Regions from separate parts of the Oryzias latipes genome. Here region 1 is linked to region 2. A link is a contact called in public Hi-C data. All regions are on one chromosome and are shown on one strand. Each heading gives the region's core, a stretch centred on a gene start, on an enhancer-like site or on the middle of the called end of the contact. The rest is flanking DNA. Distances are from core to core; before and after follow the strand shown. Region 1 overlaps LOC101162275 (neurogenic locus notch homolog protein 2). Region 2 has its middle 8.6 kb from the start of LOC101168279.

Evidence for each region. Hi-C and Micro-C count contacts between places; a contact is called where the count stands out from the background.
Region 1: a contact with region 2 is called in a Hi-C map of embryo, with 2.4 times the contacts expected there. The contact joins two enhancer-like sites. A contact is called at or near these places in 5 of 5 Hi-C or Micro-C datasets (embryo, fibroblasts and gastrula embryo).

Annotation. Positions count from the first base shown.
Region 1 is chr4:7,009,030-7,013,276 of ASM223467v1, forward strand. The region is part of intron 2 of LOC101162275 (neurogenic locus notch homolog protein 2); the gene reads left to right. Among protein-coding and RNA genes, the nearest start is that of LOC101162275, 22 kb to the left of the region's middle. Within about 2 kb of position 2,517, at least 4 of the 8 cell types and tissues checked have an H3K27ac peak or open chromatin away from gene starts, as enhancers often do. A contact at or near this core is called in embryo, where this site is marked.
Region 2 is chr4:6,974,082-6,978,269 of ASM223467v1, forward strand. No RefSeq gene overlaps it. Among protein-coding and RNA genes, the nearest start is that of LOC101168279, 8.6 kb to the left of the region's middle. Within about 2 kb of position 1,835, at least 5 of the 8 cell types and tissues checked have an H3K27ac peak or open chromatin away from gene starts, as enhancers often do. A contact at or near this core is called in embryo, where this site is marked.

The sequences.
Region 1 (4,247 bases), core at 1,267-3,766, 36 kb after region 2:
CGATGATATCGTCCATCGGCACAACCCTACCGGCGACCCCGTGAGGGATATAGCAGGTTAAGAAAATGGATGGATGGATGGATAAAACAACCTTCTTATCTGGTGGATTTGGCTGAGCGACAGCGTCCTGCATGGGGACTCAAACTGCAGGTAGTTTTCCTGACCAGTGCTAAACATACCCCCCCCCCCCCCACCTCCAGCACCACCACTTTGGTTCCCCAATCCTTTTTTGATGAAGAGGGGTGGGTGAGGGGGTTACATGGAGAAAGGCTTTGCATCCTGAGGAGTAATGCCCCCCCCCCCTCCTTTTCCTCTGCAGTACTGATCTAGAAATGGGTTTATATCTGGTTCTGTGTGCTCACATAAAAGTTTTCCTCTTTTTTACATCAGTGGAGCTGAAACCAGAAACCAGAAGATCCTCCTGGGATTCTCTCCAAGTGACAGCAGTTTGTCTTCAGATTGATCATTTTTCTTCGCGGTGCTGCTACTTAGTGGAGGGGGGGCAGAAATCCATGTTGCTCTCAGAAGCAGACGCCTTTCAGAGTGCTGGGGAATGTGACGACCAAACCATAAAACCAGACGCAGGCGGGCAGCAGGCGTCTCTGTCACACAGGCTGTAAATGAGGGACAGCGAGGTTGTGTGTTTGGTCACAGTCACGCTTTTTCTGCATCTAAACAGGGAGGAAAATCTTTGAGTTCATCTGCTACTTTAGAACCGTCACTGCAGAGAATCAGATTTTAGCAGTTCATGCTTTTATTTTGCTAAAATTCTTCATCCTGGACCTGATCTGAACTCTGTTTTTACCCCCCCCCCCCTTTAGCTGCTTTCCCTCTGCAGACCCCCTGGACCATTTGACCAAAGGCTTTAAACAACTTGAAGGCCCTTTTCCAAACCTTTTCAGCTTTGTTTACATGTTAAAATGATTTCTTTGTAGGACAGTCTTGTTGAAAAACAGCCAAATGTTGAAGTGTCGGATTCTGGCTGAATGTTTCTTTGGTTTATGTTAAAAAAGGTTGTTTTACTGCTAAACTCACTGCTAGAGACTTTCCTTTAAAGACAAACGACGGAGTGGTTCTGGTTCTGTTTGCTCTCATGTTTTTTTTAGGATTTGTTTTAAACACAACCCAAACTTTTACCGCACAGTAATTCAGGACTCCACCCTGCTGCCCACGCCTCCGTCCGCTCAGCATCAGACCTCTGCTTTGAGATCCTGCCTTTTTCTGCGGCATGCATGGCTCTCTTCCCACATTTTACTGTCATACTTTACCTTTTCTCATTATGACATACCATGGTGGTGTTCTGTGCCCCCACAGCTACCCACCAACCCCAGAAGAGAATTTCCACTTTGTCTCTTTCAAAATAAAAGAGAGAAAAAAAAACAATCAAAGTGCCAAAAATCCCCCTCAACATCATGTTTAAAGTTCCTTTCCTGAAAACGCTCCACACAAAAGCTGTGTTCTGCCGTTCCACAGCCGAGGGACAGAACCGCATCATCCTAATGCGTTTGGTAGAAATTCTCTTTTGTAATTGCATTTTTTTTTTCTTTTAATCTTTGTACTTTCTCACATTCATCCTTGCTTCTAGAAAAGCTTTTTTTTATCTGAATGCAAAGCTTTTTAAACTGTACTGCAACACAAGCTATTTCACTAAGCTTGGGAATTTTTCTCCGCCACTCAGAAGTGTGCGCCTAGCGGGTAATGTTCATGCATGCACACACAGGAACAGTGAATGGGCCACCTATGCTCCAGCCAAGTCAGGGAATTATCCGGGGATTGAAATGTGAGCCGGCTGGTGCTCTGCCTCTGTTTCTCTCACACCATGTCTTCATAACAGCCGCGGGGGGGGGACATGTCAGAGTTATTAAGCATAGCTGAGCCTGGAATAGTGACTGAAAGAGGAGTGGGTGGGGAGGGTTGTAGCCGAAGATGAATAGGTCCCCAGGAAGGAGTAATGCCAAAGAAAACAGAATCAGAGACCTGGAGCACCTTGGGACCTGGGAATTTGGAATGAAGGTTGTCTGCAGGAGATAAGGCATGAAACGCTGCAGAGGTCAGCATGAGGTGGAGGAGGTGGAGGATGAAAATGGAGTCCAGAGAGCGAGGAAGGGTGTGCATTGGATAGGGGGGTTAATGGGAACCAGCTGTAGAAACCGAACACCTCGAGTGGGACAGAAACCAGCGGTGGAGCTCTGAGAAAGAAAAGAAAACTGCACGCAGTAAGAAAAAAAAAAAACGACGGGGAAAAGTGGAGGGAAAATAGGACTCATGGAGCTAAACTAGAGCCGAGTCTGGCGGCCGTGTTTCTTATAAAGCAGAACTTACTTCACCTTTGCAAACTCTTTGTTCAGGTTTTTTTTCTGAAGTATCTCTGTGTTGTTTTTAGCCTCAGTCTGGTGACAGTGTAGCAGGTCACAGCTTTCTCAGTAAGACGCCACTCCCTGATCATAATGTGAATCATGCACGGCCTTGCCTGTTTGCCTCGGGCGCGAGTGATGCTCCCGCAGGCTAATAATGAGCTCTCTTTGTGGCTGTGAAACCTGTGGGACGAGCTGCTGGTTCCTGACGTCACCCCAGCCGGTCCCATCCACTCCACTTGTTCTGCAGCCGTTTGACTGTCTGAAGTTTTGTTAGTGTTTAGTGAAACCAGAAAAAAACAGCTTGTGAAGCAGAAATAAAACGTTATTTCCAAGGAAACCTGAGAGAGTAGCAAACATCACATCAATCTGAGGAGAGGAAAAGTCTGCATTAATTCTCCCTCCCAGCTGACAGTCCGTGCTGCTGTGCCGTGAGTGCACGAGTCCTTCCCTGTTATATTTGTACTGTTCTCTCCAGTGGGTTGGGCTGCTTGTACTGAGGCGTGCACGGCTGCACCTGATGGCCGTTACTGTGATGCACAGGTAGACGAGCCGTGATCGGTGGCCGTCCTGTGGTGCGTTTGAGGACAGACAAAGGAGTGTCTTCTAACGTGTGTTGGGAGTCGCTCTGCAGATGTGTCGTGATCATTGATTGTATGTGAGAACTGGAGTGAGTGGGTGACGTCATTCAACAGGAAACTGCTTACTTCTGGTTTCAACCAAATGTAGTCAATTCAGTCGTCCCTTTTTTGGAACTTGGACACCGCCATGTTGGAGCCAGACGTCGTCAGTAAGCAGTGATTTAAGGACGCCGTCGAATAAGCAACTATATAAATTGGGATTGTTGACGCGTCGTTTTGTTTTATTGCCACTTTGGTTTTATGACCGCGCATCCGCCCAGTGGTGCTCACATCAAACCAGTGCCAGACATGCAGTGAGCGCTAGGGAGAAGATTCTTCTTCTTTTGTGTATTCACTGTTTATTGGCGCTCGTCCGCCATCTACAATAGGGAGAGTCAAAGCGGTGCAAATCACGCAAATCTTGCTCCAGGCTTTTTTGGTTTTACAGCTCTGTTCCTATAAATACCCGTCTTGGCGTTGTGTTAATCCGACCGGACAAAAACCACAGTTATTCATGTTTCCTTCGTGATCATGTTTACAACAGTTGGTACTTTCGGCTTTTGAAACAGACGCCACCCACAGGTCACTCCTAAATCCGAGTCCCCGACTGGTCAAAGTGCTACCATTCAGCATAAAAATGTTCAACCGGTTAAACTATCAGCACGCGATCAATGAGCATATCAATGATATGTAGTAGAGTTTGTAACCAGACTTAAAAACTTTCGTAGCAACGCACCATCATAAGCGTTGCGGACGCGGAAGCCCGAAATTCTGGTCTGCTCCATTAACTGTAGATAAGGGAGGAGCCAGTGAACACCAGAGATGGCTGCAACACTTACAGAGCATCTTTAACGTGTTTTTAAAAGGAATGAGACTGATGACTTTTCTGACATCTGATAAATCCCAGAGTTAGATCTGAGGCAGAGATTAGCAAGATAAAGTCTAAACTTTCTACGCATCAAATTGGTTTCATACAGTTATGTAAATCTCATTCAACGAGCTGCTTGTTGCTTTTATGAATCAGAGGGAATTTTTGTTTTCTGTTTTTAGGGTGAGTGTTCGGTGACTCAGGCGTGACGCCCGCTCTTTTTTATGGTTCCTAAACCACAATGCTGTTGTTTTCTGATGTTTTCAATGTTTGGAGTGGAGTGATCTGTGATAAACACAGCTCCGAAGGAAGTGAACGCCGTTCTGATGTCCTTTCAGAGTAAAACTCAGAGGGACAAGGAGTATTTTTATGGATTTGTAATGACACACGTCTGCTATTGTGGGT
Region 2 (4,188 bases), core at 585-3,084:
AAAAAAGTAGTAATAAAAGTACAAATGTGGTTATGTTAAATAAAAATAATCTGTTAGGACGTAAAAGTAGGAATAAGTAGCGGGGGGGGGGGGGGGTGTTAATTAAAAAAAAGGATGCAGCATGGCTGCACGGTAGAGGTTAGTGCTCTTGCCTCACAGCAAGAAGGCCCCCGGGTCAGGTCCCAGCTGGGGGACCTGTGTGGAGTTAGTTCCTGCTACTGTCCAAAAACATGCTTCACAGGTTCAGTGGTTACTCTTAACTGTCCATGGGTGTGAATGTGGGAGTGAATGGGTGTGTGATTGTTGTCCTGCAACAGACTAGCGACCTGTCCAGGATGTCCCCTGCCTTCACCCACAGGTGACTGGGATAGGCTCCAGCAGCCTCGTGACCCCGAAAGGGATAAAATGGATTAGATGATGAATGAGTTTTTAAAAAAGGAATAAAAGTGTAAATGGGGTTATGATAACTAAAAAAAATCTGTTAGGACTTAAAAGTAGGACTAAATAGCAGGGGGTTATATTCAATTAGAAAAAACAAGGTAAAAAAATTTAGGAAAAACGTTGGTGGGAATAACAAGGGACTTAGCTTTAATCAAAGTAGGTTTTAAAATGAGATGTTTAGTTTGTTTAGTCTGTGCATCTGTGGGTTTGCGCCGGGTGCTCCGGTTTCCACCCATTCCCAAAAAAAATGTTTATAGAGATGTAGTGACTGTAGGCAAATATAAAAAACAAATAACAGAGATATGATGTAACATCACAAAAATAAATCAGCTAAGCTTTAATCAATGCAATCAGTGGGTTTTTAAAATGAGGACATGTTCAGTTTGTTTAGACCTCCAGGGCAAAATGTGATATAGTACAAGATAGGACAATGTGCCCCAAAACCACTCGCCACAAAGACAGCGTCTTCCCCTGAGCCGTCACTCTGATGAACTCCTGACCACTCCAGAACACGGAACAACCATACAAACTGCCACACCAGAACTACTGCTGCATTCTTAGTCATTTTTATTTAGTTATGTTTATTTGTTCCTATATCTTCCTTATATTACTTTCTTTATTGTTTATCCTTTTTGGTCTTACCCCTTTACACCTTTTTATACCTTGCTAGTTTGCATGAGAGCACAAGACTCCAAAGTCAAATTCCTGGTACGTGCACTGTACTTGGCCAATGAAGCTGATTCTGATTCTGATATGTGACAACAAGCTACAAGCACCCCCATTAATATTTAATAGTTTTGACTCTTTCACAGTGCTTCTCTAGAGGTTATGGTACAAATCTAAATTGAAAGGAAGATATTTAGTAAACATATCAAAAAAGTAATGCAACCACAAGGAAGCACAACAGTGGTTTCATGTGCCGGTCCCAAGTCCGGATAAATGCAGAGGGTAAATTCAGGAAAGGGAGATTGACAGGCGGATTGGTGCGGCATCTGCCGTTATGCAGTTGCTGTACCAGTCTGTTGTTGTGAAGAGAGAGCGGAGAGAGCTCCCGTAGAGATAGTGGGACGGGTTTGGTCACCAGCAGAGAGCTCAGAGCAGTGCCGCTGTTCCTCTACATCCAGGGGAACCAGTTGAGGTGGCTCTGGCATCTGGTTCGGATACCTCCAGGACGCGTCCCGGCATGTCCCACTAAGCGGAAGCCCTGGGGAAGACCCAAGTCATGCTGAGTTGGAGCTTGGTCAGAGGCAGTGCCTTGGGCAACCTACGGGCTAAATTTGTTTATAGATAGGCGCTGGAATGAGCAGGAAAAGCAAGGGATTTAGGTTTTAAGTTTGACAGTCAGCTTATACCACATTTCTCCAGTAGGTCGAGTCCTTTCCTCACTAATGCAGATGTGGAGTGCATGGCCTTTGCTCATCATCAGCCTCCTGTTGGTCTCACCGGGTGGCTCGGACGACGTGACATTTGGGTTGCAGTTTGTAGGGCAAAGCGGACGACAGAAAAACCAGGGGGAAGACTCCAGTGCCTGTCAGACGTCTTGATCTGTGACTAGACATGGAACAGGAAATGTCAATGAAAAAATGAGAAGCGACAGAGGGTAGCGAGCCAAAAAGAAACCACAGGGCAAAGGCTACACCTCTCACAGGAAGTGCAGTCTGGTGAAGTCATCCGTCACTGAAACCCTCTAAAACAGTTTAGAGACAATTGTTTGGGAAAGTTTAAGTTTTGACTAACTTTTCAGCTGTTTCACTTTTGTTGGGACCAACTTTACTTTGAGAAAAAAGCTGGTTCTCCTTGGCTGTCCTCTGTCGTCTCTGTGTCTGCGACCGTTTGTCCAGATATTCTGTTTACTTTTAAGATTGGCCTTATTTCAAATGTCATTGCACATGTTTTTCACTTCTGCAGACATTTTCTGATTGTTCTTTTTTATTGTGCAACCCATTAGAACTGAAAGCCACATTTCATAGAAAAGTTGCGAAACAAGCTGTAAGACAAGAAGAAAAGAGGAGACATGGCATGCTCATAGTCATAATTGTAACTATTGTTTGATGCTCTGGCACTGATTATTTCAAACATCACAAACTGAGCACTACTCTGTCTCTGCTGTGAACAAATTTCTTTTATCTAACAAAGAGCTTTTTTTCATATAGAACTTTACTGCATTATCTGTATCACTGACTCATCTTTGCTCTAAACATTAAAGTAAATTCTTTATACTGCTAAGTTTTTTTAACACCCCAGTAAAATATAGAAAATTTAAAGCACACAGTGATCAGAGAAATGACATGAGTCTCCAGCACTGTCTCTACTTTGGTTGCCATGGTAGCAGCAATGTGTGACAGTCATGTGAAAACGAAGCTGATTGGATTAAAATACTTGGTGTGATCAGAGCTCAGGGCCATTACACACGAACAAGGCGAACCGCTGGCCTCTGAGAGACACTCTCAGGTTTGAAACATGTAGATTGGACCCAAAAGTTGCCAAATCTTTTTTTTTTTTTTCATTTTTAAGGACTTGCTGCATGTAAGTCACGTTAACTTATCTAGAATTTCTTGTGAGAGTTTCTCGCTCCTCCCATGTGATCTTTATTACGGAGGCCGAGAGGAGCAAGACACGCTTACATTTAAGATACAACAAATCCCAGTACAAATGAACTAATACCGAAACACAACAGTGAATCATTGAACATTCATTCATCTTCTTCCATTTTGTCCCTTTCGGGGTCACGGGGCTGCTGGAGCCTATCCCAGCCACTTGTGGGCGAAGGCAGGGGGCACTGTTGACAGGCCGCCAGTCTGTCGCAGGGTAAATCATGGAACAAATGACCAAAAACTGAACCACAAAAAGAAACCACGTTACTTTGCTTTTGGAATGTTTCATGTATTTATAATGTCCACAAAAAGACAACAGTAATAAATAACTTTGAAAAATCACGATTGGTTTTATATTACGTCCCTTTCTGCTAGAAGCCGTGTCTCTGCTTTCGTTGTTATGTTTCTGGACTCAGTGATTTGTTCCGTGATTTGCTTATGTGTTTCAGTTTTTGTTCATTTGTTGGCATTTGTTGTTGTTGTATCTTAAATATAAACGTGTTTTGCACCTCTCGCCCACCGTATTTTATGTGAGATGTATCATCCAAAACGTTGTCTGTGGTTTACGAGAACACGTTCTGTCATATTTACTTTGATGAGGCCCCCACATCCACAGGGGGTAACCAGTGGGGTTGGTGGGTCATTCAGAGCTGAGCGACTTGCATGTCTTTACCAGGGGGGTATTCCAGAAAGCAGGTTATGCTAGTTACCACGGTAAGTTTGAGGCTAAGGAAGTGGATAACCTCAGCTTTCGGTTCCAAAAACAGAGGTACGTTTCAGGATATGCTTAGTTCCCATAGCAACTCATACTCTGAACATAACCTGGTCTGGAGTAGGTTTAGTTGAAGGTTAGTTTGTTTTCAGAGAGGTGAAGCAGCATGACGTGTCCATTTGAAGATGATTTAGTGGATGAATAAGCTCAGATAATACTTTTTCCACCATGAGAGGGTGATAAGACCACGAATGGATGTTGGAAATATAAACTTTTTTATTTTGATCTAACTTGATTATTTGCTTCAGTTAAGATAAATCATTTTTTGACATCAGTCAACCTAAAAATAAAACGTAGTTATAAGACATTTATTTTACTTTCATTTCAAATCAATTCAATTAAGTGGGTGTAACTTCGGTGCTGCTGTTAGATCGGCACCGC